7 separate regions of the Sus scrofa genome follow, and all the other regions are linked to region 7. The links are chromatin contacts, called in public HiChIP or PLAC-seq maps. All regions are on one chromosome and are shown on one strand. Each heading gives the region's core, a stretch centred on a gene start, on an enhancer-like site or on the middle of the called end of the contact. The rest is flanking DNA. Distances are from core to core; before and after follow the strand shown.

Region 1 (3,519 bases), core at 375-2,874, 390 kb before region 7:
ACCCTTCCCAAGGAACAGCTCTTGTGGTCATCAAAGTGTGTCTGCTTGCAAGTTTAACCACTTGAAGGAGGGGTTTATTGCCCCCGCAGACTCCTCTGCTGTGAACATTAGTCCTAATTAGTAGCTGAAATAGTGATGATTTAGCAGAGCCTGTGTATTTGATGGCTGTGGTTTCTGGGCCACCAATCACAGTTGAAAAGAAAAAGGCAATCATCTCGCCTTATAATGAATCCTTCATCCTACAATTCCCAGGGAGCCAAAAGGCCCTGTGGGTACTGGCTTTTCCTTTGACCCTGAACCTGGTGGAAACTCAGAGGTCATAGAAGTGACTCACACCCTGAGGAAAGAGAGTCCTACAGCTGGCAGGGGCTTCGATTGATTTTCCGAGGGGCACCGTGCCTGCCTATGAAGGCGTCCAGCTTCTTGCAGAGAAAGGAGCAAAATCTCAGATAGGGGCGATCCTTCTTTGCCCAAGGATCACAGGCTTTCTCGGAATGTAGCAGAGGACAGTTGGCCCCTCCTGCCACCAGACTGGCTGCGGGAGAGAGGAGCTGAGTAGACACTAATGGGGCCTGCAGCCTGGGAAGCTTGGGTGAGGCACAGGCTGATACAGTCCAATGTTTTGGAAGGAGAGAATGAGTGGGGGGAGTACTGGAACAGAAAGGCTTGGGTTAGACCATTTTGATTCTCCAGAATCTGCCACACTCCAGCAGGAAGAAGGGTGTCTTCTGAGCTTCCCAAGGCACAATTGATGGGTGTCTTTCCTCTCCTTTCCCCTCTTTGAAGACACTTCCAGAGCTCTGGAGCTGCTCACTTCTCCATTTTCTCTCTAACCGAAGTCATTATCAACCTGCGTCTAGTGGTCTCATCCACATGGGACAGGCTGGGAATCTCTTTACTCTCTGCAATCGCTGCTTGTTTCCCAGAAGGCAGGACTACACAGAATAGTCTATAAGGAGGTGGAAGAGACTGCTGGCAGCCTCAAGGTGTGAGGACTTGTTTTGCAAAGAGCAGAACTCCTGAACAAAGAAAAAGGGTGTTTACATTGCGCCTGGTGAGGGGGCCGTCACCAGGCATTCACAGATCTCAGAAAGGGCAGGGAAAGTGTTGGCTCCTCACTGGATGACCCCAACAGGTCCTTTCCAGTTTGGATTTTGAATATTCTTTGTTGCTTTTGTGACTAACACAGGACAACAAAACAGCAAAATCAGAGAACAACAACAAACCATGGCTAAGAGTTCCCGCTATGGCAGAGTGGGTTGAGGACCGGGTATTGCTGCACCTGTGGTGTCGGTCACAGCTCCTGCTTGAATTCAGTCTTTGGCTGAAGGATCTTCCATATGCTCTGGGTGCAGCAAAAAAAGAGAAAAATAAAATCACAAACCACTGCCAAACTTAAAGGAACCCTTGGGAGGTTGTTTTTTTTTTTTATCCTCTTTCTCAAGTGGTTATGATGTGCAGGAAGTCATTCTGTCCAGACAGCAATGTAGAACAACAGCCTGGAAGGTTTCCATTCTCATGAGTCAAAAAAAAAAAAAAAAATGCTGGAGGAAGTAATATTAGTCAGTACTTACTCACACTTGAAAACAATGGGATGGTTTGGGTTGGCCTGACATCATACATTTGCGTCTGGTTAGGGCCAAGATGAAGTCCTATCAGCGGGCAGAGTTTGTCCATGTTTGAAGGGATTCCTCCCTGTGCCTGTATTACAGCACAGAGTAGAAAAGGGTTCTTCACAGGCCTCGAAAGAAAAGGGTTTGCTTACAAACTCAGAAAGACTTGGGAAGAGGAGAAAAAGTAGAGTAGAAAACCGTCAGGGGCAAGAAAGGGCACGTCTACACTGGCCCATTTTCCTCTCCGTCTAGAAAAGTGTAATTGCTTTCCTCCTGCCCTGCAACCACACCTCTAGGTCTCCATTTCCTTTAGGGACAACTCTGGAAAGAAGGCATATCTTAACCCTTACCATTCCATGCAGGAACATTCATTCACTCTGCTCTTTCATCCTACCTCCTCTCAACACATGTGTAAGCCAGGCTTTTTACATACCTATCTCAATGCATGCGGGGTGAATAAAACACAATTTTCAACCTTCAGAGTTTTAGTCCAGATGGAAATTTGACTAGAAAAAAAGAAAGAAAATTTTAGTTGGATATAATAATTATCTCATTATGTGTGAAGTTGTGTGTAAACCATACAACTTTGAACACACATACAGTGACAGATAACATAGTGGAAATCAAGGAGAGAAAAATTCCTGGAGAAGGAGACATAGGGCCTGGGTCACTGGGAGTAGTTGTCACTGTGAGTAGCATCAAAGGTGAATAAAGCCAGACTTTAGTTAAAGTGGAGAAAATGGATTTTGGTCTGTAACTGCAGAGAGTAGGGCAAAGAGCTTTCCATAGGGGTGACTGGGCATTTTAAGGGGAGAAGAAAGTAATAGGAAGGGGAGTTGACAGGGGCTCAGCTAGTGTCAGAGATGTGAAAAATTACAAAAAGCAAGTAAAAGGGTAGTTTCAGTGTAAATGTGATCAGGCAACCATTGAGGCTAGGATTTTATCCTCCTGGAGGCAGGGCGACAGAAGGCCTATCCTACCTTTTATTATTATTATTATTATTTTTGCTTTTGCTTTTCAGGGCCAAAAGTGCAGCATATGGAAGGTCCCAGGCTAGGTGTTGAATGGAAGCTACAGTTGCTCAGCCATAGCAACATCAGATCTGAGCCGCAACTGCGATCTACACTGCAGCTCACAGCAACGCCAGATCCTTAACCCACTGAGTGGGGCTAGGAATCCTCATGGTTGGGTTCGTTACCACTAAATCATGACAGGAACCCCGGCCTATCCTTCCTGATGATTACATTTCAAAGAGATGGCTTTCAGGTACTTGATAAAGATACTCTTGGGTTGTAGGAGAGTCATATAGATATAGACATAGATATAGTATAGAAATATAGATGTGAGTATAGATATAGGTATAGATATCTCAAAAAGACAGGAAGGATTTATAATTGTAAGCTTTCTAAAGCAAATTCTTGAAGAAAGAGAGATCAGGGGCCTATTGCCAGGTTTTGGCTTGAACAAACAGTACATTCTTTTCATTTTCATTTCTATTTTTTTGCTGCTTAAGGCCATACCTGCAGTATATGGAAGTTCCCAGGCTAGGGGTAAAATCAGAGCTGCAGCTGCTGGCCTACACCACAGCCACAGCAATGCCAGATTCGAGCCGCGTCTTTGAACTACATCACAGCTCACGGCAATGCCAGATCCTTAACCCACTGAGCAAGGCCAGGGATCAAACCTGCATTCTTATGGATACTAGTTGGATTCTTTTCTACTGCACCACAACGGGAACTCCTGAGTACATTCTTTTCATAGCCTTGAACTTTTGTAGACAGACACTCAGAGGGGAGTTGATTTATCCCAGGGATGTGCCCTCAGGCTGCCAGCATCTGTGCTGGAGGTGGTTAAGTCTCTTAGCGCAGGGGTTTGGATGGAGTTCTGTGCCAGAGTTCTTTTGTAG
Region 2 (3,880 bases), core at 804-3,303, 350 kb before region 7:
TGCCCATCCTCCCACAGCCTCCCATCTGTGGGGCGGTAAAGATGGAGAGGTCAGAACCCTAGGCTGTCACAGATGGGAAGCTTCAACGCAGGGTCTGGTCTAATGACCAAACTGAAGACCTCAGAGAAATTGGGCAATTTGTCCACTATCACACATCTTGCTCACAGTTAGGCCAGGGAGAGCTACCATGGGATCCTGCCTCTTTCTAGAACACATGCTCTGCAGCTGAGTCAACTCTCTCAGAATTAGAGCCACATGAAGAGGTGATGGGGGAGCCCCAGGGAAGCCATGAAGCAGGCCAGACTGGAGATTACCTGATATCAATCCCTGTACTGGAGGAGGGGATAAATAACCTTTTTTTTTTTTTTTTTTTTGCTTTTTTGGGCTGCACTTGAGGCATATGGAAGTTCCCAGGCTAGGACTCGAATTGGAGCTATAGCTGCTGGCCACAGTCACAGCCACAGCCACAGCAATGCAGGATCTGAGCTGTGTCTATAACCTACTCCACAGCTCATGGCCCACTGAGTTAGGCCAGGGATCAAACCCACATCCTCATGGATACTAGTCGTATTTGTTTCTGCTGTGCCAGAATGGGAATTCCCTAAATAACTTCTTTTTAAGGTCCCACCAAATCCTGAGATTCTGTAGCTCAGAGAGGGAAGAATAAGAATGTGTAGCCCAGAGGGTAGGAGGTAAGACCAATAAGAACAGACTCCAAGAGGATAAGCAGGCTTCAGGAGGAAGAGTGGTCTGCCTACTTGTGGAAGTCCTCAATGCAGTGGATGAGGCCGCCAGCATCCACGGTGAACGGAATCCCATCCAGGCTGCGGTGGCACATCACACAGGTAAAGCAATGTGGATGATAGGCCTTCCCAGTGGCTCGCAGAATCCGCTCCATGATGGGCTTGGAGCACACGCTGCACTGCTCCAGGGTATTCTGGGAAGGAAAAGACAAATGCCAATGTTAGGCTGGGATGCGAGGAGCTCCTTTCTATAGAAACTTACAGCCCAATAAGCACTGTCACTGAACACATTGGGCTCATATGCTTATCACAGTCCTGGGGATGGGGGGAAGGCAGGGTGTTTTTCTTTATTACGGAGAGAAGGAAACACAGTTAGATGAATCAAGTGGCTTCTCTGAGGTCATGCAGGTACTGAGTAGCAAATCTAGGACTTAAAACTCACATTATCTGACTTCTACTCTAGTTCCTTCCCAGTGTAGCAGGGGTAATGGCAAACTTTTCCATAAAGGTCCATGCTGGCTTTGTCATAGCAACTCAGTTTTACTGTTGTGGTAGGAAGGCAGTTATAGATGGTGTGTAAATAAATGGACATGACTGTGCTCCAATAAAACTTTATTTACAAAAGCAGGCTGGATTTGGCTGTGGCTGTAATATGTTGACCCCTGAACTATACAATCCAGGATCTCCACTGGAAGAACACTATTACTTCTAAAACTTGATTAGTCATCAAAATCCTAGTGGGATCACCAAGGACCCATTTTAGGGAGTGGTCTTTCTGAGGACTGAGACTTGCAGAAAGCTTGCTGGTTGCAGGATCCAATCAGAGCTCAGCATAATCAATAGGGCTTTTGATCATTTAAAGCCTTGACTCAAACACCATCTCCAGGTTTAGTGTTGAAAACTCTCCATTGAAAGGTTGAACTTAGTTTTGAGAAGTCAATTTTAAAAGTCAATTTATCTGGCTTTAAAAATAATCCCCACCCCCTGCCAAAAGGGCTACCATTTATTGAGTCAGGGCTCAGAAAGACTGATAAAATTAGCTGTTAACTTTCCATCCTTCTCTAGAATCGCATGCTCTCTTAGCAAACAGCCTTGTTATACATGTAAGACGCTATATTCTCATCGAGATGTCTGGACTGATTCACTGAGCTTACAATCCAGAGTAAACCTGGGATGGGGATCTGATCAGAAAGATGCAGAACTGGAAAGGATGTGGAAATCAAGAAGCAATTCCCTCTCACCATGAGAACCTATAAATGGGCACAAGTCAGGGAATGAATGCCTGTAAGTACATACCAGTGTGCTTATGACTCAACTACAGCCACAGTCTCTGACTGGCTTCTTTGCTTCCATCTCTCCTCCTGTAATACTTCCCCATCCTCAGAGTGATTTTCAGTTTCATTTCCAAATAACATATATAATACCAAGTCACTTTCCTTCTAGAAAAACTTACATGGCTCCACCATGTGAAAAGAGCTAATTCTTTACCTGATATGCAACCTCCCTTTCTAGGCTCAGATTCCCCTAATGTCTCAGATTACTCACTCTTGTTCAAACCTATGAGAAACTTCTATACTTCTGAGCATTGGCTAATACCTAAGATGAATCATAATTTGCTATTTTGATCTTTCAAGGTATGGCTCAGAAGGCAACTCCCCAGTCAAGCCTTCGGTTGGAATAAATTGCGTCTTTCTCTCTCCTTCCTGAGCACTTAATTTACATTGCTTACTAGCACTTACAGTGTTCGCTGTGTTAAAATTATTTGCACATATATCTATTACCCCTACCATACTACAACTCTAAGGACAGGTTTTATGTCTCAAGAATGTTTTTCTCTGTCCCTTGCCACATCCAGTATACTACCTGGAATAAAAAGAAACCTAGGATGAATGTGTGCAAAAAGAACGAAGGAAGGAATATTGTTTACAGCCCACTTTGGCATCATGGTGCTGGCCTGACTCCCTTAACTCTGGAATCCAGAAGACGGTAAATCCATCACCATCCTCTCCTCAAAGCTGTGGTTGCCAGAGGTTTTGAAATTGCTTAGTACGCCTCTGGTCACAGTCTAAACTCATGGAAACTATTAACCTATTTTCCCCCCATTTTGAAGTGGTGAAATTAAAATAGCAGAAGAACAGAAGATGAGAGTCTGGAGATGACGATGGTCTGGACAATGAGGGCTCTGCTTCTTTTCTACCCTGGTGATCCGAGCTAATGTGGCTGGAAACTGTCTTCCCAGGGTTTGTGTTTGGCTTTTCTGAAGGTTTTAACCCCTCCTCTTTTTTTCTTTTTCTTTTAAAGCCAACCCTGTTATGGAGTTGAGCAAAGCAGAAAATGCTTGACCAGAAAATGTTTTTGTTTGCACTGATGTTTGGCTGCAACATTCAGTCTATTTACTCAAAAGCAGCAGCAACATATAAGGTTGCGTCAGTTTCTACAGAAAGACTTTATGGTCCATGGAAGCAATGTTTAAAGGAGAGGTAATCTGAACATTTCTGCTACAGAGGAAACCAGTGTAAAATATACCCAAAGTGAGACTATTGTAAAAGTGCCCCTGAATCAGAAAATAAAAGCCCCAAGAATGCAGCTGAAGAGAAGCTAGGACTAACAAATGCTCAAGGAGGACATATTAACCTTCTTGAGCCAGTTCCATTTGGCTCATGGACCCTGCCCTCCAGCTGCCACACAGAGCTCTCTGCCACCTCTTTAATAAGCTGTTTTCTTTTACAAGCCGAGACCACCTCATACCCTTCTTTGTCTAGAGAATATCTATTCATTCTTCAAAGTAAAGCTCAAATGTCACCTCTTCTGCAAAACCTTTCCTAATTCTCCCTTAATACTCTAAGCAAAATAAGTCACTTCTTCTACTCCATGGGATTGTATGATGCTTCTTTTACTCCCATAGAATTGTATGATGCTTCTGAATATCGTAATGTCCTTGACTGAAAGATTTATGTCACCCTCCATAACCAAACAGTGGCTACCCCATTCTCCCTATATGGGAGAGTTTTCAACCCTTCCATTCTCCCTATAGGTTGAGTTTTCTAGGAAATAGATTCTGAAAGAGAAATTTGCACAAAAGAAGGTATTGAACAGTGGCTTTGAGATAATAGGAAGCACCTGGATAGAGAGAGGAG
Region 3 (3,802 bases), core at 33-2,532, 410 kb before region 7:
CAGGCCTGGGCCTAGGCACTACTGGGAGGGGTCCAGGAGGCTGAGGATATGAAGGGCCAGTTTAGGGTTGCTGTGGAGGAGGAAGGGTGTGGAAGAGAACAGGCAAAATGCTAATGCTTCAGCTTCTTGTGCCTTCAGACTCCAGGCCTTCAGGAAGGAAGCGGCTTGGTTTCCCTGCCCCGGAACAGCAGGCTGTCAGGGATCTTATTCTGATGCTGGCCTTCTGAAAGGGCAGCTGGACACAGCCAGGGCAGGCCGGGGTCCTGGCTTGGCCTCCATAAGTGGGGCCATAAAAGGGATCTCTGGGGCTAGAAATGGGCAGGACCTAACCCCTTGGCAGGGGAAAAGACACAAGCTTGGGGCAGAGATAGGGATAGTCACAGAATTTCAGGCCCCAGAGCTTGAGGTGTCAAGGGCCTCAGGCCAAGGAAGGCCAGATTGAACCCAGGTTCTAAATAAAGGCAGAGGAATCCCAGTACCAGAGCCAAAGGGGTCAAGAAGCCATGCTGACTTGGTGCTTATTTCCCAGAGTTACTGACCCAGGGCTTCTTCAGTTCTAATTGGTTTTTTTCCTTAATGAAAATAAGATTTATGCACCACAGAAACCAGGGCCAGGCTAAGCCTTTACAAGGTCTCCATGGAATCTTGTACAAGTTACTGGAAAGAGGCTGGAAAGCCAGGAGGGGGCCTGGGAGAGCCCAACTCCATCACTAAATCCCTGTTTGGCCTTTAATAGCTCCATAGCCTCCTTGGGCCTTCGTAACCTCCTGTGTGAAATAAGGGAGTTGGATCACAGCAGAGGTTTCCAAGCTGCTGTCTGTGAAGTCCAGTGATCTGAGGAGGGGCCTCATGAGTCTCTATAAGGGTCAGAGAAGAGGGAAGCTCAGAAGGGGAGGCCAGAAGCTCCTAACACACAATTGCCTGGAATGCTGCCTTTTTTTTTTTTTTTTTTGGTCATACCCACAGTATGCAGAATTTCCCCGGCCAGGGATCGAACCTGCACCACAGCTGCAGCCCTCACCACAGCCGTGACAATGCCAGATCTGTAACCCACTGCCCCGCCAGGGAATGCCTGGAGCACTTCCATTTTGAAGTTTAATCCATTGGCAATCCATATAAGATTTTGTGTGGAAGCCACAAGAAAAAAAAAAAAAAAAAGGAAAAGGAAAGGGGGAAATAAAGAGTAGAAAAGGAAAGAAAGAAGGCAAATAGGAGCTCTGAGCTGGCTGATCTCCAAGCTGTCTCAGGCTTGTCCTTCTCTGACTCACCATGACGCTCTCCTGCTCACATTTTGAAGAACCACTTCTGCTCCCCTCTGCCATCCTCTCAGGAAAGAATCCATACATAAGCCCAGAAAAAGCCACTGGTGAGATCCCATTTCCCAGCTCTGAGGCGTGCTGGCGCGCAGAGGAGGAAATTGGGGGGGTTTATGTGGGCTGGTGGGGAGGAGAGTGGAGGCCCTGAGCTGTAAATCAGGCTCAGAGGTTTGGATTCCCCGCTGCGTGACCCTCAGATGCCCCCTCCACTCCAGAAACCGGTACACTCACACCCCAGCCAAGGGAAGTGTGCCCGGCTCTCAGGCGGCCCCTGGAAGCTGGGCCCACTCTGAGGAGTTGTTTTGATTTTTCAGGAAAAACTACTCCAAGCCAAACCTTCCCTCCCAAGAACAACACAGACAGGGATTTTCAATGTGCTCGGGGGACGAAGGCTCTGGGTGGCCCTATGCGCCGGCCTGGCCAGTAAGACCCACAGGTAACAGGCACACCTGAGTCAGTATGGATGGCGGCTAAGGGCCACTTCTTTTTACTCTAAACACCTCCCACTGCTGCCAAGTCTCCAGGCTTCCTCTTTTAGATGATTTTGCTCTCCCATGTGCCAGCCTGACTGCACGGTTGCTCATCGCTCAATACCCAGCCCTCACATCCAGGAATTCCATGATTGCCTGGAGATGTGGCAAGCCCAGCTGAAGTTGGGGACCTCCCTTATGTGCACACACACCACCCAGGGAGGACCCTCTGCTGCCCTCTCCCACAAGAGGTGGGTTGCCTTGGGACTCTCTGAGCATGTGGGTTAGTGGGATCAGCTTTGGACCAGGAATGGAGAAGTCCCTGGACCCTCCCTCTGTGAGAGTTCCAGTGGGTCACCTCTTTTTTCTGGGCCTGTTTCCTCCTCTGTGAAATATAGGGGACTTACACTCACTCACCCCACATTTACCACATACCTGCTTTCAGGTGAAGTGGTTCTCCTTGACCAAGGTCACAGCCCAAGGAATGGCCACATGGGTGAAATTAACTCAGAGGTCAGTAGGGTCGCTGATGTCAAAGGCAGTTCTGCCTCCATAAAGGCAATGGCTGCGATGCGTTCCCATCTCTCGGAAAGTTCACAGGGTAGTGAGGCAGTGTGATGTTGAAAAATAATCACCTCAATGGTCAAGTAGCAGTCACCTTGCGGTGATGTGGCTGCAGAGAGGCTGGTCCTACAGTGTGTCCCAGAAGAAGTGACCGCCACGTTGAATTTTCAAGGCTGAGCACCAAGCTGTGGGCGGGATGCGGAGAGAAGAACACGGAAATAGGAGAGTTTGGAGAATTTCAAGTAATTAACCAAGGACAAGAAACTGGGGGTGAGAAGGGCAGAGAAGACAAGAGAAGAAGCAAATCAGATCTCCAGGGCCCTCAGGCTTTGTATATTTCAGATTCTGGAGTTACTATGTTTTATTGTTCTTTGTTTTTTGTTTTTGTTTTTTCCTGAAGGCAATGGGAAATGCTGGAAATGTAGAAGAATAAGATGGTCACATTTGCGTTTTAGAAATCTCCCTCTGGAGTTCCCTTCATGGCTCAGCGCTTAGCAAACCCAACTAGGATCCAAGAGGATGTGGGTTCAGTCCCTGGCCTCCTTATCATCCACAAGGATGTGGATTTGATCCCTGGTCTCGCTCAGTGGGTTAAGAATCCAGTGTTGCCATGAGCTGTGGTGTAGGTCGCAGACACGGCTCGGATCCCGAGTTGCTGTGGCTGTGGTATATATAGGCCAGTGGCTAGAGATCCAATTGCACCCCTAGCCTGGGAACTTCCATATGCCGCAAGTGTGGGCCTAAAAAGAAAAGAAAAAAAAAAAAAAAAACCAAAAAAACCCTCCCTCTGTCTGTCTTACAGGGCCCAGTTTGAAGAGAAAAAGAAATAGAAGGCAGGGAGATCACTCAGGAAGCAAGAAAAAGAGAGGAAGATGTCCCAATCCAGGTCAGGTAGGACGGAAGTATAGAAGGAAGTGAAATCGAAGATGAGAGTAAGGGCTGTGACAAGATAAGCATTCTCCATCCCTGACTTTCTAGGACTCGACAGCTAAAGAAATCTCCCCGCACGCATTCCACCTCCCATTTTTATCCACCCCTCCTCCCACCTCCCACACACCCCTAAGTCTGGCCGGACCCTCCCACTCCCCAGCTTGGATAATAGGCGTGGCAGCGGGCCCAGGAGTTCCCGCCATCTTCCCCACCAGCATGTTCTGCTGCCTGAGCAGTTGGCTGCCGCCAGGAGTGTTAATTGGAGAGACATCTGAAGTGACCAGACTGGTGACGCCGCTGCCATGATAGACACACTCCATCTGCTCCGACAAGACACGTCTCCTGCACATAGGAGCCCAGCCTGACTCCCTGTGCCCAGCACTTGTAAGAAGTGGGACTCAAAGAAGTTAGACTCACAGGCTTTGCAACTGAAAACTGCCTGAGAGAACACGGAGCCCAAGCCCTTTGGTTGGTTGATGAAAAGGAAACTCAGGCCCAGGGTGGCCCAGGGTCACTCTCAGA
Region 4 (3,715 bases), core at 747-3,246, 460 kb before region 7:
AACAGCTACAGAGCAGCTGAGATCCACTCGAGGCTATGCCATGCAAACTTATTTTTCCCTCTGATGTTATTTAGTGTCTGATGATGTTATTAAATTGAAAGGATTTTATTTCAATGAGCTGGGAGGAAATCCACTTAACCAAATTGTTCGTAAAAGGAATGAAACACATCAAAAACTCTTTGCGCCAATCCACCAATATAAGATTCTGCAAAAACCTTCTTATGTAAATATTTACAAGGAGAGTAAAAAAGGAAAGTGGTTTGGGGAGCAACCAGATGGAATAATACAAGAACAAACTTGAATACAGGCAAAATGAGCTTCAGCAACAACAGGGCAGCCTCTCAGGAATCTACTACTGCCTGGGGGCGAGAAAAGACGAATATAGAGTTAAAAAGAAAACAGCTCTGGGAGAGCATCGCTTGAGCCCCATTTCAGCTAATCTCTGAAAACTGGGTTTTTGTTTATATTAAAATCTTCAAAAAACGATTATAATAAGCTCCCTAATAATAACACGTATGAATTAATTAATTATTCATCACTCCTCTAGAACCAACTTCTACTCTTTCCCAAAGTCTTTCAAAAGATGCCTTTTTGGTGCTTGGGGTTCCGTGAGCAGGAGCAGGGTTTCTTCCCGGATTTCTTTCCCCGAGTCCCCAGGCTGTGGCCCCATTTCACCTCTGAGATTGCCAAGCCTGTCCCTACTACTTCTTGAGAGCCTACAATGTTTTCTCAGTTTTCATTCCTCCATCTGCCTTGGGTAGCCTGATTACAAAGAAAGGATCTTTAACAGATATATCAATTATGTAACATTTTTTATAACTGCTTTCTTGCCCTCCACTCACCTCTCCCTGGGCTCCCCAATGCAACCCTCTTCCAACTCAGAGAACATTTGACGCAAACTTGGCTCACAATGCATTTCGCAAACAAACCACAAAATAACATGATTGTAAAAATGTTAGCTGCAAAAGTAATAAATAAGGAAATAAATAAGTGCGTAACCACAGAGGCTTGTCTGGCTCCTCGGCCCTCTGACCACAGCAAGGCCTTCTGCTGCCTGTCCTTACTAGCGGGGAGGCCAGGAAACTGGAAGACACTCCTTCCTTGCCCAGGGGTCCCATAGTGGAAGTTTCAGAGGAATTGATTTTTTTTTTTTCCCCTCTCTCGTGTGAGGTATGGTTCTACGCCAAAGCTATCCAATGACAAAAAACATCACCAGAGAATGAGAAAGATGGGCTTCATACCACCCACCACCAGTCACGGCAACGCTGGATCCTTAACCCACTGACCAAGGCCAGGGATAGAACCCATAGCCTCATGGATACTAGTCAGGTTCATTAACCACTGAGCCACAAGGGGAACTCTTACCAATCCTGTCTGAGCACATGTTAGGGGTCAGGCTCTGGACCTCAGTACTTTCCCAAGATATCTCTTTAGTAATCCAGAGAAGTGGACAGGGTTAGTTCCATTATGCAGATGAGGAAACCAAAGCCCATCCAGAAACAAGTAGAGGTCAGACTATGACATTTCACAGATGATATAAAATCTCCCTAACAACTGGAGTGGGGGAAAGAGTTTAGGATAAATGTGTGTGATTTTTTTTTCCTCTGCTTTCAAGCCTGGCTGTTGATATATCTTCATTTACAAGGATTTTGAGATTAAAACAACAAAGTACAAACAGTGGGCTTGCCAAGTTTTTTACTAACTTTTACTTTGAAATCATGATGACCCAAAACTCCTCTTCACCAGAAAACTTCTGTGGCTTATGGATTCTGCCAAGAGTGTGACCAGGACAGTCCAATCAAAGATGAAATGGGAGGCTGAAAGCTGGGCCTGAGACTGAATCATAGAGTGCACAATTTTCAATCCAGAGCCCAGAATCCAGTATTTAGTAATACTGTATGCCCTAGGACAGGCCTTACATATCAGGAATAGAAAACAGAATCCCTGATGTTTAATATTCACAGAGAGAGCAGGCTGCCAGGCACTTGAGTCAGACCCTGTACAACACACAACCACAAGCTGTTCACCACGTGGCCAAATGAATAGTGACCCTCCCCAGTGCTGGGCAGTGCACATGACCTGCAAAGCCATTCAAAAGAGGCTTTCTTCAAGGTGACACTAATTAAAAAAAAAAAATCAAGAAAAGCATAACTTCAAGTAAGGTAATAATCAAATGAGTACGGCAGATGTAGATGCAAATGATGCTTAGAGGTAGGGCTGGTTATAAGCACAGTGTATGGGCTGAGAATGGGACTGCTGAATTTACTAATCTCACATCAATTAATGTCCTTGGTTTTCACAACAACTCAATGGATAAGAGTAATTATCCCCTTTTTCCAAATGGGAAAACAGAGTTTCAAGGAAGGAAAGTGATTTTTCTAAAATCTCCCACTCTTAGGTAGGAAGCCAAGCCCACTGCCGGGGTCCCCAGGCCCAGGCTTGGAGTCCCTCCCCTGCCCCTCAATGCCATATTGGAAATGCAGCCAACGAGGGGCTACCAGCCTCAGTGTGCCAGGCTCTGGAGGGGAGCTGCTGAAAGCCACAGGCCTGGGAAGAAGGAAAAACAGCCTTATGAATGAAGGAGACATAGAGATGATAAGAAGGACACTGGAAGATGGGGGTATAACATAAAATGACTCACAGCACTTGCATTTATTAAAAGTCAAGACACATTATTCCTTCTCTAGAAGGTAGCATTGCAAATGCTGAAGGTTTTTGGCTTTAATACAAATTTTATTGTGACTCACTTGGGATGGAACTCTTTCTAAAATCAATTATGTGTTTGTCTATATTCTACAAAGCAGCACAAAGAATATAAATTAGCCATGTTCGAAGGGACTATAGGCTATCACTTTCTTCATTGAACTCTAATGTATGATGACATTCTAGAAGACTCTCTCAATTTAAAGGACTGCTTGACTTTCCCACTCAATCCAGATTGCTGTGATTTTTTTTCCACTCTTGAGGGTTTGTGGGAAGGTTTTGTTTTGATGTTCTGTATCCTCTCTTATCAAGCCGTCCACCTTGTACTTCTCTCCATTTTCAGGAGCCTGCCTGTAGCAGCCCCTTCTCCTACTTTTAATTTGCTGGATTTGGTTTCTTAAGTACTTACAGGAAACTAAATTTATGCACAGTTTATATAAACTAAAATTAATCAAGCTCAGAGTGAAGGACTCTAGCCCATCAGCAAACGGTGAAAACACTGCTGCATTAAGCTTGAGGCTTTCTTGTGGCTGTGTCCATGTCCTCTGCTCTGATCTGCCAAGTTCACTTGTGTTTTTCAATAAGTGGCCTTCAAGACCACTTAAGCAAAACCTCTTTCAGAAAACATCCCATGAGTCCCAGACAGAAATTGCCTCTAAACTCCCAAACCACTGAATGTGCCTTTGAGGGATGGGGTGGTCACCACTGCCTGCCTCTGGTTTGTCCTTAGTGGGGCTACTCCCTGGATGTTTAGAGATGTGATTTGCATTTTCCTCATTTTCATATCTTCCTCTAACCACGGCTTGGACCAAAATTAAGACATACATGTCATCCTTAAGGGGATTTCATCTTAGGAGAAGGGGCCTATGGGAGGAGGAGAAAAGAGAAAAAGTTGGTGAGGAGGGAAGATAGGAAAGAGGTGGGGAAGGAGGAAGAAAAAGAAGAGGTGGAAGATCCTGTACTCCCCTAGTGAAACTCGTTTTCCCAAAGTATCAGCAGCACAAAGTGGGGC
Region 5 (3,780 bases), core at 1,061-3,560, 480 kb after region 7:
TGACACTGAGGCTTCAGTGAACCAAAATGTGTCTCAAGTCAAAAAGCTAATAAGTCCTAGAACCATCGTCAGGATTTGAACCTAGGTGTGTATGTCTTATTCCCAAACTCATGGTTTTTGTCATTATACTTCATTCCTGCCTCCTGGGCCAGTATTCTTTTCTTTCAAATTCGAGCACGCATGCACGCATGTGCGTGCACACACACACACATCTATATCTATGCAAATAATGTTTCTATTCCCACAGGTGTAAAATGCATGAACATTATATATCTCAAAACATGAAACTTTTGACTTCAGACATAAAATTAAACTACAGCACTGCTGAATTTAGTTATGGAAGTGTTGTTTAGATCATTAATAATCGCTTGTACTATATCTGGCACACAGTATGTACTCAATAAATATTTGGATTTAAACTGTTCCTTTTTATTTGAAAAGGTGCTTTTCCTTAGAAACAGAACGTAGTGTCTATCAACACCATTACTCTTTTAAATCCTGAACGTTTGCATTGAACCTGTGTGTACGGGCCACATTCACACGTATTAGATCATTGCGTCTTAGTGATCCCTATGGAGAGAATGTAGTCAGGGCCATTAGTGCCATTTTATAGGTGAGAAAACTGAGGCTCAGGGAGATCAAATTATTTTCTCAGAGAAAGCTTTGAGGTGAACTTGGGTCTGCTCACGCCAGCACGCTGGCAGAAGCTGTTTAGGGAGGGGTAGCTGATGATGGGGTCAGAGGAGGGGAGCCACCAGCCTATGGGTTCATCTGTCTTACCTCCTGAAAGATGCTACGGTCTGATGGGTAGAGCTCTAGATTTTCAGGCAGACAACCCAGCACTGTGGGTGTGTGAGTGTGGGGTTGGTGCCGGAAGGTGCGGGGATCACAGAGAATGACCTGGGGGAGGTGAGACTGTGTGGGTGGCTTCCTTTGCACAGATGTGTCACCCTTGGTGCCTGCCTGAGGCTGGTGGCCATACCCATGTGAGTGCCTGCAGACAAGCCCCACACGGGTGGACAATACTTATGACTTGCTGGGGAAGTGACCAGAGTCCCAGCCTGTGTGGTATAGGTCCTGGGTTTCTGAGTCCCTCTGTAGAGCATTGGCTTTGAGCAGTTCTGTGACTTCAATCAGAGCTTCTGAGACGACAGCCACTTTGCAGTGTGGGTGGACCCACAGTCCTACTCCTTCCTTGGGAAAAATAACTCAGCAATATCTCTTGCTGCTGAGTGGGCCAGGTGTGTGAGCTGAGTGGAAGCATGATGCAGTATAAAATCTGAGGTTGACAGAGTTGTAAGTTACCTGGATCAGATACCTAGTTTATGGATGGAAACACAGAGGATCAGAGGACGAAACTGACTATTACTTCATGCCTGTTTTTAACATTTCATTTATTCAAAAACTATTTAAGTAGGTATTCTCTGGGAGGGTTTGCCTCCATGTATCCCCAGTCCAGTGAAGACAGATACACATAAACAAGAATTCACCACGCCAACAGGTGCTTAGTGAGAGTGACCATGTTTTGAGAGAGGGCTCAGAGAAGGAGCTGCCAACTCCTTTCTGGGAATCTGAAAGGGCCACCCAGCAGAGATGAAAACTGAGTGAATCTAGAAAGATAAATAATTTTGTGAAAGGCAGAAAAGTGCTCACCTGATAGAAAGAACAACGTGTTCACAGATCTAGAGGTGGAAAGAGTGCATGTGACGCCAGGACTCAGGACTGGCTCCAATCTAGGGAGTGTCTCTGTGCATCAGAGTTTGCAGGATGGGGTCAGCAGGCGAAACCAGAAAATGGGCGTGTCCTGGATCATGAAGGGCTTCATTCAACAGACTAAGGAGTCTGAACTGTGTCTTTTTGGCTGCTCCAGCCACATGCAGAAGTTCCCTGGTCAGGGATCAAACCTGTGCCACAGCATTGACCCAAGCCATGGGAGGGATGATGTTGGGTCCTTAAGCTTCTATGCCACCATGCAACTCCTGAATTGTGTCTTATAGGGATTGGGAACACATTAAGGGATATTAAGCAGGGAGATAACGACACTAGGAATGAGTTTGGACATAGCATTCTGTAGACAGTCTGGGAAAGACTGAAGAGAGATAGGAGGCATGGAGGCTAGTTTGAAGATGCTGGAGCATCATAGTAAATTATGACAAAAGCCCAGCCAGAGTCAGCTGTGGTGGGGAAGGCAAGGAGGAATTGGAGTGAGAAATTCAGGAACTGGAACTGACGTGGAGAGTGGAGTGATAGGGGCCCAGTCTGGGTGATAGGGTCGATGGTAACCAACCAACCAGGAGAAGGGATGACAGAAGTGGATGGGAGGGCACTTAGTGTTCAGTGTTAAATTTGTTGCATGTGCAGGGCTTGGAGATATCAAAAGGGTGGCATAGGTGGAGAAAACAGTCTGCAGGCGAGGAGAGAGGCCAAGTTTGGCAATCAGGAGGCTGTCAGGATCAGAACCCATACACATGGATTTTGGAGATATGGGACACTTTTTAAGAATCAGTTCATCCAAAGTGGTGTTCAGATGTGTCTCAGACCTTGAGCTGAAAGCCTCCAGGGGGCAGACAGACCCCCAGCATCTGCCCTGGGAGGCTCCCCTGGGCTGGCAGGGAGTTATCTCACTGTGAGATTAAGTGAGGGGGGTCAAGGGAGAGAGCTCAGGCCCCTGCCTGTCTGTACCACGTCAGAGCCAGGAACTCACCAGGGCCAAGCCCCTTTATCTTGGAGACATCCTTCATCAGATATGGTTCACTCATTTCCGCTCCAGCCCCCATGCCTTCCCACCACCACCACCTCCTCACTTTAGTCACTGGAGCTGAGTCATCCTATGAGCCTATTCCTGTCACCTTCCCCTCCATCAGGATGGAAAGGGTTTGGGTAGGAGCCACAGGGCATGGGTATTGCCATCTGCTGGTCAGATTGGAACAAGAGAATGGGTCTCAGCCTCTGTTCCAATTCCTTTACCACTGTTTGCTTCCTAGGAGGTTGAGGGAGAAGTAAAGCTGGCCAGACTCTGACTCCCAGAAAGGAAAGGAAAAAAAGGAACTAATGTGGGTGGGGAACCCCTGCGGCACCAGGCAAATGCCAAAAGCCTTGGCATCCATTTCCCGTAACAATGGCCTTAGGATGGCCTCAAAATAACACCTTAGCAGTGGTATTATCCTCAGATGGGGAACATGAGGATCAGGAGGTTAAGCCATTTTCCCAAGATCACAAAGCAGGTATATCTGAATGATTTCAAAGCTCACACTACTTCCACTACATTTTCGCATCTATTGCTCCATCATCCCTGGGGGAGTATGGCATAAAAGTCAACTCCTGGCTGAATACTTACCATGTGTGAAGCACAGCACCAGAGTGGTTAATAGAGGCATCTTGCTCTTGAGAAACTTTATGTCCTGTTGGAAATGCTTGATCCTTTGATTTAATCACTCCGTTTTTCTGAGCATCACCTATGAGCAGACCCTGTATGGGGGCTGTGGAGATGGGTGATGAGAATAGCATGGATTGGTAGATGTTGGGGCATTGTTGAATGGTTGAGACAAGTTTTAAAGCCCCACTAATGACAGAGAATTATTGAAGATTTGAGTATTTATGTTTTTATGCTGACTCATCAATCCTCCTGTATTCACTCCTTTTATTCCTTCCTTGATATCAGGTGCTAGGCTAGAGGGTTTGGGGTACAACAGAGAGTAAAAAGTAGGGACAGCCTCTACCACCAAAGAGATTAGTGACCCATATCAGATGGTCACAATTCAGTGGATGTTTGCAAACTTG
Region 6 (3,485 bases), core at 82-2,581, 420 kb after region 7:
AGCATAGGGGGTGGTAAGCAGGATCATGATATAATTGTATCTATTGTTGATGCAGCACTTTGACACCCAATGGGATAGGATGGGGAAGAGTTGGAGGAAGGAGACTGACCAGGAAGACCTTGCTGTCATCTGAAGAGAGAGGATGAAGAATATGGCAAAGCTGGCCCATGAAGAGGAAAGATGGGCTCAAGGGATATGTAGAAATTAAATCCCAAAGGCTTAGGGCGTGATTGGAGGTATGGATGAAAGAAGGAAGGACTAAATGATGACTCTCTGCTAATGCAAATGTCAAATTTGGAGGGAGGTTAGGAACACCCACTAATTGGTACCTACCATCCAAGCTCATGTGTCAGCCCACTGGGGAGATCCCAGTCTCCCCAACCCCCACCAACTCCACAGGGGTCTCTCCTACTGTGGCTGCCCTTCTGCTGCCTTGAACCCACACTTCACCCCCTCCACTGGCTAAGCTATGCACTGCACAGGCCTGTGTTCTCACCCTGGATTTGTCCTCAAAACAGAATGACCTCCAGTAAGCCTCTCCCTTCTTTGAGTCTCTTTTTTCTTATCCCCTGAAGAAAGGCCTGCAAATGAGGGCTCTCTCCATTTTTTCCCTCCTGCTTTCTGGATTTTAATGTTTTATTTTGCTATGTGCCTGGCCTTTTCCTCTTGGTTTACATTAAGCCCACTTCACTCATTAATACTGTCTGCCTGGACCTGAGTGCTTTTGTGCCTGGGAGCCTCTGGCCCAGACGTCCTCCCAAGCCTCTCCATCTTGTCTCCAACGATTGGGCTTGTCTGGGTAGAGGACACGGTTTTCCAGAGCTGTACATCCATCTCTGGTCAGAAAAGCCTTTCCCTGGATCACTTCTTCCCTGGCTCTTGCTGGGTTCTCTGCTCTGAGAGCAAAGTTACAGAATGCAGAGGGCATGGATCTGTCACTGTGTCTGCTGGTCCGATCAAGCTCGTTCAGGAAGAGGCAGCTTTGGGGACTGGGGATCCGTGAGGACAGGGGGCTCCTTGTAGATGAGCCCACCTTGCCTGTTCTTTTGGGGCATGGCAGTCTCTTGGGTCAGGTGACTTAGAGGCAGATCTCAATGAGAGAAAGTGGCTCAAGTGGGCTTCCCCATTCAACCCCCCGCCTCCTCCTTCCAGTGATTGGGCCTCTGACAAGATAGTCTATTGAGTGTTTGAAAAAAAGATTATATATTTGACTTCCATCCCACTTCTTTCTCTTCTGCAAGCTGTCACATCTCTTTTGTCATGTAGTTTCCATACTCTGAGAATACAGTTCCTCCATAAACCAAAGATCCCAGATAGGGGTTAACTAACTTCTAGAACAAACAAACCGGAAATGCCAATGGCCTAACACAAAGGGAGTGTACTTCTCCTTCTCCATCTATAACTAGTCCTGGTCAGTGGTCCTCTTCTTCTTTTTTTTTTTTTTTTTCTTTTTTTCTTTTTTTCACCACACCCGAGGCTAGGGGTCAAATTGAAGCAGCAGCTGTGGACCTACACCACAGCTTGCAGCAATTTCATCTCCTTAACCCACTGAGCAAGGCCAGGGATCAAACCTGCATTCTCATGGATATGAGTTGAGTTCATAACCCACTGAGCCACAGTGGTAACTCCTCTGGGTGATCTTTTTTCACATGGAGATTCAGGTCTCCGGTCCTTGCTGGCTTGATTCTCCCACATCCCCTGCCAGGAAAAGAGGTGGAAGGTGGAGCAGGCACAGAAGCCCTGCCTGGAAGGGACATCTAGCCCTCCAGTCTCATTCCACTGGTGAGAACTGGACATACACTCTCATCTTATACTCACATGAACTGGAGAATACAGTCCCTGGCTGTTCTGCTGCCCCTTGGAGACATCTTTACACAGGGGGAGTGGAAAGGGGACATGTGGAGCATAGTAGACACCTCAGCCACATCTGAGTCACTCACCTGTCTCTCACTTCTGAGTTGCCAGCTGGAGGGGACATGTCAGGGGCTGAGAATGGGGCCCCCTTTTGTTTCTAATTGGTAAGCAGTTTTTTCTTCAATTTCACTTCTGTAAACACCCCCTTGGAGATTTTGCCTATATCTGCATAACATCTGTCCTATAATTGACTTAATATTCTCTTTAAATCAATTCACTTTTTAAATGTAGTTTCAACTGAATAATGTATCTAGGAAATCATGGTTTTGATGTGCTAATTAAATTTTTCCTAATATACCCCCAAATAAATTTATACTTCCTCCAATAAAATATTTGCATATCAACCACCCCAAATATTTGCACAGAACCTGGTAGTATGTGTTGCACATTTGGGGAAATGGAATGATTGAGTCTATATAAAGCCCCTCTGTGATCTGGCCTTGGTCTTCTCTCTGTTCTCACATTCTGCCCCTTCCCACAACTCTCCACTTTTAGTTTCTCAGACTGCCAGGATCTTTTAGTTTCTCAAACCTGCCAGGCTCGTTCCTACCCTAGGGCCTTTGCACTGGCTGTCTCTGCCAGGAACACTCCCCACATCTGCACATGTGTGGCTCTTTATTTAGACATTGTCTTAGCTCAGATGGCTCTTCCCCAGGGAACCACCCAGTCAAGTTGTCTCGCAGCACACTCCACCCAACCTTGCACAGTCACTCCTTGTTTCAGGCCCTTCATAGACCTTTTCTAGTTCTGGCATGGTCTGTTTATCTGTTTGCTCATTTATTTACTGTTCCTCTGTGCCTAGTAAAATGTAAATTCTGGGGAGTTCTTGTTGTTGCGCAGTGAAAATGAATCTGACTAGTATCCATGAGGATGTGGGTTTGATCCCTGGCCTTGCTTAGTGGGTCAAGGATCCAGTGTTGCCGTGAGCTGTGGTATAGGTTGCAGATGTGGCTCGGATCTGGTGTTGCTGTGACTATGGCGTAGGATGGCAGTTGCAGCTTCGATTCGACCCCTATTCTGGGAACTTCCATATGTTGAGGGAGCAGCCCTAAAAAGAAAAAAAAAAAAAAAAAGACTCTCTGTAAATGCAGGGATTTTTTTTTTTTTTTTCCTATTCCATTTTCTCACACTTAGTCCTGGGTGAGTCACATAAAACATGCGCCATAAATATTTGCTCCATGAATAAAAACTGTAGAAAAAGCCGCATAGGTCACTAGTTAAACGAGGATTAAAATACAGTTTAATCAACTGTTTGGTAATTCCTGATACATCTCTAGAAAACTGCTGGAAAAGACAGCTTGAAAGTGAGACCACCATGGGTATCCAACTCCATCCTTGCAATTCACAGATGAACTGGTTTCCTGACTTGCTCACCCAGCCACAGAGAGAGAATCTGATCAAAGGAGAGCTGGAGGGTCAGACCTACCCCTAGAAGACACTTGCAAGAAGGAGGCAAGAGGTGAGGTGAGAACAGTGCAAGGGCCAATCATTCATGCTTACAGCCATGAGCAGCCATGGAGGCTGAGAGAGCCTGCCCACTGGACCACAACTGGATCGGCTCCTGCCCCTCC
Region 7 (3,966 bases), core at 288-2,787:
ACTTGATTTGAAATCTGCTGGCCTGGAATTTGGATATCAGGTGCTAATGCAAGTGCTAACAATAACCAGAATGATTTAATTAAAATCCCACAACTCTGAACACATTTAAGGAGAGCTCTTTACTAATGTATTCTAACCCAGTTCCCAGGGACAGGGAAAAGACTTTTCTCTCATTTGACAGTTTCACATTCTCACCCACGGTGCCAACAGAGCAAACACAATCCACTTCACTTGTCCTCATCTGTACAAATGGCAACCACATTTACCACCCTGAAGGGGTGCTGTGACTTTCCATTTTACTAGTGTTTATAAAGTCTTCTGATAAATCAACTGTAAGTTGGCATTATTCATAGCACCCTGTTGGAGATTAATACATATTCAATTAAAAAACATTGACAACAATACAGCAATATCCACAAATTAGCATTCATTACAGCAATGTATTATTCTCACCCTACCATCACAATTTTATATAAGTAGAGTTGTTTATATCTGGAGACTGTATAGTCCCTCTCCTTAATGAGGCGTAATCTTTTCTCTACGGTATCAACATTTCCTTTAGTAAGGTTCACATTGCACTTAGCTCAGAGTTCTCACTTTTCAGAGGAACTTCCTATTTGGTAAACACTAGGATAGGAAGCAAATATCTCTTTACTGAAGAAAGTCACGATCCTGAAAAGTATCTCAGACTCCTCCATTTGTCATTCCTTCCTCTTTCCCAATGACTCTGGACTCTAGCCAACCTTCACCATGGTCATGGCCATCACCCTAATGCAGGGTCTGGTCTGCCTCAATTCATACAGTAGACTCCAAACCACCCTACCATTGCCTCTTCTGACCAAGGCCTGCTCTGTTATAGAAAATCCATCTAAATAGAGACCAGGTGGGAGTTCCCATTGTGGCTCAGTGGTAACAACCCCAACTAGTATCCATGAGGACACAGGTTCAATCCCTGACCTCACTCAGTGGGTTAAGGATCTGGTGTTGCCATGAGTGGTGGTGTAGGTTGCAGATGCTGCTCAGATCCTGCGTGGTTGTGGTGTAGGCTGGCAGCTGCAGCTCTGATTCGACCCCTAGCCTGGGAACTTCCAAATGCTGCACATGCGGTGCTAAAGAAAGAAAAAAAGAAAAGAACAATAGAATAAAATAAATAGAGACCAGGTGTTTATCCTGTCTTTCATAAGATTCTTTACTGTTCTCTTATGAGAACTAACACAGTCTCAGATTAGAAAAATCCCCAAAATGTCATCTAAACAGCTAAAGAGAAGCAATTTACATATTTGAATTGGGGGAGTGGCTGTTAGGCACTCAGGGAAAGAAGAGCTGAGACTCAGGCAGGAGCAACAGTTTAAGCAAAGGGCTGTGACACTAGGTGTCTCTATCTATATAGTTCAGGATTCAGTTTTCTCCAGGGGCACCATCTGGTAGGTGGCTAAGACTCCACTGACGGAGGAATTCACCCTCCCCTCCCCCAGCCTTCCCTGGCCTCTCTCTCAGGCACCAGAGCACATTGTGCTGTACTTGGTTTTGCTGACTGCAGTTTCCTCCTCTGCATGAGCCTTTGACATGCATAGTTGAGGTTGAGGAATCTGTGCCTAGTGGGTTTGAGGTTTCATCAAGAGGAAAAGAAGGAACTTACGTGATTTCACTAAGTAACTATTTTCACTACAAAAAATTCCCATATTTATTTTTTCCCTGTTTGAAATGGTACTAAGGAAACACATGCCAGACTGCCATGAACAGGACTGTACTTTTCAAACAGTAGCAAGGGCTAAAAATAGAAAAGCTTGATTTCCTCAAGATGTATATAACTTCCTCTCCCATTTGCTTTCCCCACCACACTGAACCAAGGCACAGCAGTGTACATGTTGGACCCTTTGTATGTTTACAACAGTATTAAAAGCATCAAAAGGGTGATAAGCCCATGTATAATCCATACTCCATAGATGTTTCCAGAGAATTCTTATGGCCAAAACAAGGAATGAATCAAAAATCCACAACTATCAACCACATATCCCTTAATGAGGTTAAAGACTATGGGTGATGGAGGAATGTGAGCTGTAATCCAGCCTTCAAACAGTTTCTAAAAGGGGAATAAACAAGAGGATAATTGAAAACATTCAAACCTGTAAGTCCAGAAACCTCCATCTGGGGTTGAGGCCAGCTCTCCTACCAAATGTGTCATCTGGGGCAGCTGACTTAAGAAATCTAGGTATCCATTTCTGCATCACAGGAAAGATGAGCTGGATTATGAGCCTTTAAAAGGTGAGGCTCTACAATTCGTGATGTTAAGTGATTTCTATAGGTCTCCCCTATGGCATATTTTGATTCTGGCTTTATGATATATAGTTTGTAGTTACATAGCATAATTAAATCAGTCCCAAAAAAGGCATATATTCAGTGGCAGGAAAATGAAACGTAATTAACTGATTTATACATTAACTAATACATTGTAGCCTTTACTATGAACCAGATACTACTGGATACTCTAAATTCTTTACCTTAATTAATCTTCAAAATGACTTTCTAAGCTATTGTTCCCATTTTTCATGTGAAGATGGAACACAACTGATAAGTAATAGAGTAGGGCTTCCTGGCACTATACCAAACCACCCTGTCAATAGGGTCTGGAAGCAAAGAAGGGAGAGATCAGGATGAGCTGGTGGTATTAGAGGGTATGGATCAAGCTTTAAAAAAATGGGGAGTATTTCTCATCAGCTGAGAGATGAGGATGCTTCAGGGAGCAAGAAACACACAAGGGAAATTAACTCGGCATGAGAAGTTGACAATGAGGACATTGGTCTCACAAAAGAGAAGACAGAAAGAGCACAGTGGGAGGTGAAGTGTGTTTAAAGGTCTTGGAGTACTCTGAAAATCAACCAAGAGGGGAAATTTAATGTAGCAGTCAGCAAAAAGCCATAGGATGAAAATAAAAATTTTTGAAGACTAATTGGGTTAGCGAAGTACAGCTGAAGGAGGGGAGGGACCCATAAAGCAATGAGTTCTATTGTGAGATGGAGAAGGAATGAGATAGGATATCATACTGGGAAATGAAGAGACTAGAACAAACCTGAAACTCATTTTGAACAAATACATACAGATAGATAGATGACAGATAAATAGACAGACAGACAGATAGACAGATAGACAGCTCAGATGTTGGTGATAGATAATATTTTAAAAGTAAGACATATTAATAATGACCACAGATTTTAGAATTTAAGAGACAATGAAATACCTCTAATAGAATGAAAGTTTTGGGGGAAGAGGATGAGTAGAATTTGTGGACATGTTGAATGCAAAGAAGGTGAAGGTCTTCCCTGTGGAAAGATTTTCTATGAATAAATGGCACAAACATTGTCAAAGGAAGACATAGTGCCAAGAATCATAACTAACCAGTTCAAGCCATTGAGTAGACAGGGATCGAAGTTGACTCTATGAAAGTTGGGACTTCTACAGAGAGAAGACAGAAGGTCAAAAGGGAGAAGACTGAGTGGCTACCTAAAAAATTAGGGACAGAAAAAAAGAACAGGGTTCTGAGAGAACAGTTTCAGATCTAGCAGAGGAAACGTGGAAGTTCATTTTTAGTGAAAATTGGTGGAAGAAGGAGGTTCAAACCATTAAAAGTGTTTCCTGCCTAACAGAGGTAGAAGAACTTGTCAGAAAAAGGGCAGTCATTGGAGAATCAGGGGAGGTGGCAGAAACATGCAAGAACCATTTCAACAGAGTTGAAATGACTTAAGTTCATGATAATCTGGGGTTTAAATCCCAGTTTAGGGAAAGAAACAGGGTGGGAGAAGGAAAGGGCGAAAATTTCACTGACAGAATCTATAATAACAGAATTACTTCTTGGTAGTAGTCACCAGGCCCCAAACTGGTTTCTATCTCCACTGGATCAGAAGAGAATTAAAGTGACACTGTATGGCTTTCAATGAGCTAAAAGGAAATGATAACAATCCAACAGGC

Evidence for each region. HiChIP or PLAC-seq counts read pairs in DNA pulled down with a chosen protein or histone mark.
Region 1: an H3K27ac HiChIP or PLAC-seq map of alveolar macrophages shows a contact between it and region 7. The contact joins two enhancer-like sites. A contact is called at or near these places in 1 of 47 Hi-C or Micro-C datasets (embryonic fibroblasts) and 1 of 2 datasets of contacts at active chromatin or transcription factors (alveolar macrophages).
Region 2: an H3K27ac HiChIP or PLAC-seq map of alveolar macrophages shows a contact between it and region 7. The contact joins two enhancer-like sites. A contact is called at or near these places in 1 of 47 Hi-C or Micro-C datasets (embryonic fibroblasts) and 1 of 2 datasets of contacts at active chromatin or transcription factors (alveolar macrophages).
Region 3: an H3K27ac HiChIP or PLAC-seq map of alveolar macrophages shows a contact between it and region 7. The contact joins two enhancer-like sites. A contact is called at or near these places in 2 of 2 datasets of contacts at active chromatin or transcription factors (alveolar macrophages and skeletal muscle).
Region 4: an H3K27ac HiChIP or PLAC-seq map of alveolar macrophages shows a contact between it and region 7. The contact joins two enhancer-like sites. A contact is called at or near these places in 1 of 47 Hi-C or Micro-C datasets (brain) and 1 of 2 datasets of contacts at active chromatin or transcription factors (alveolar macrophages).
Region 5: a contact with region 7 is called in an H3K27ac HiChIP or PLAC-seq map of alveolar macrophages. The contact joins two enhancer-like sites. A contact is called at or near these places in 1 of 47 Hi-C or Micro-C datasets (embryonic fibroblasts) and 1 of 2 datasets of contacts at active chromatin or transcription factors (alveolar macrophages).
Region 6: an H3K27ac HiChIP or PLAC-seq map of alveolar macrophages shows a contact between it and region 7. The contact joins two enhancer-like sites. A contact is called at or near these places in 1 of 47 Hi-C or Micro-C datasets (embryonic fibroblasts) and 1 of 2 datasets of contacts at active chromatin or transcription factors (alveolar macrophages).

Annotation. Positions count from the first base shown.
Region 1 is chr13:126,483,821-126,487,339 of Sscrofa11.1, reverse strand. No RefSeq gene overlaps it. Among named protein-coding and RNA genes, the nearest start is that of TPRG1, 44 kb to the left of the region's middle. Within about 2 kb of position 1,624, at least 14 of the 83 cell types and tissues checked have an H3K27ac peak or open chromatin away from gene starts, as enhancers often do. A contact at or near this core is called in alveolar macrophages, where this site is marked.
Region 2 is chr13:126,450,679-126,454,558 of Sscrofa11.1, reverse strand. LPP (lipoma-preferred partner) reads right to left here. Exons shown (of 11, transcript XM_021071250.1): 9 at 759-937. Among named protein-coding and RNA genes, the nearest start is that of TPRG1, 77 kb to the left of the region's middle. Within about 2 kb of position 2,053, at least 8 of the 83 cell types and tissues checked have an H3K27ac peak or open chromatin away from gene starts, as enhancers often do. A contact at or near this core is called in alveolar macrophages and embryonic fibroblasts, where this site is marked.
Region 3 is chr13:126,510,746-126,514,547 of Sscrofa11.1, reverse strand. No RefSeq gene overlaps it. Among named protein-coding and RNA genes, the nearest start is that of TPRG1, 17 kb to the left of the region's middle. Within about 2 kb of position 1,282, at least 14 of the 83 cell types and tissues checked have an H3K27ac peak or open chromatin away from gene starts, as enhancers often do. A contact at or near this core is called in alveolar macrophages and skeletal muscle, where this site is marked.
Region 4 is chr13:126,553,317-126,557,031 of Sscrofa11.1, reverse strand. The region is part of intron 1 of TPRG1 (tumor protein p63-regulated gene 1 protein); the gene reads right to left. Among named protein-coding and RNA genes, the nearest start is that of TPRG1, 25 kb to the right of the region's middle. Within about 2 kb of position 1,996, at least 9 of the 83 cell types and tissues checked have an H3K27ac peak or open chromatin away from gene starts, as enhancers often do. A contact at or near this core is called in alveolar macrophages, where this site is marked.
Region 5 is chr13:125,618,096-125,621,875 of Sscrofa11.1, reverse strand. No RefSeq gene overlaps it. Among named protein-coding and RNA genes, the nearest start is that of LPP, 160 kb to the left of the region's middle. Within about 2 kb of position 2,310, at least 17 of the 83 cell types and tissues checked have an H3K27ac peak or open chromatin away from gene starts, as enhancers often do. A contact at or near this core is called in alveolar macrophages, where this site is marked.
Region 6 is chr13:125,671,672-125,675,156 of Sscrofa11.1, reverse strand. No RefSeq gene overlaps it. Among named protein-coding and RNA genes, the nearest start is that of LPP, 110 kb to the left of the region's middle. Within about 2 kb of position 1,331, at least 2 of the 83 cell types and tissues checked have an H3K27ac peak or open chromatin away from gene starts, as enhancers often do. A contact at or near this core is called in alveolar macrophages, where this site is marked.
Region 7 is chr13:126,095,937-126,099,902 of Sscrofa11.1, reverse strand. The region is part of intron 4 of LPP (lipoma-preferred partner); the gene reads right to left. Among named protein-coding and RNA genes, the nearest start is that of MIR28, 180 kb to the left of the region's middle. Within about 2 kb of position 1,537, at least 18 of the 83 cell types and tissues checked have an H3K27ac peak or open chromatin away from gene starts, as enhancers often do. A contact at or near this core is called in alveolar macrophages, embryonic fibroblasts and skeletal muscle, where this site is marked.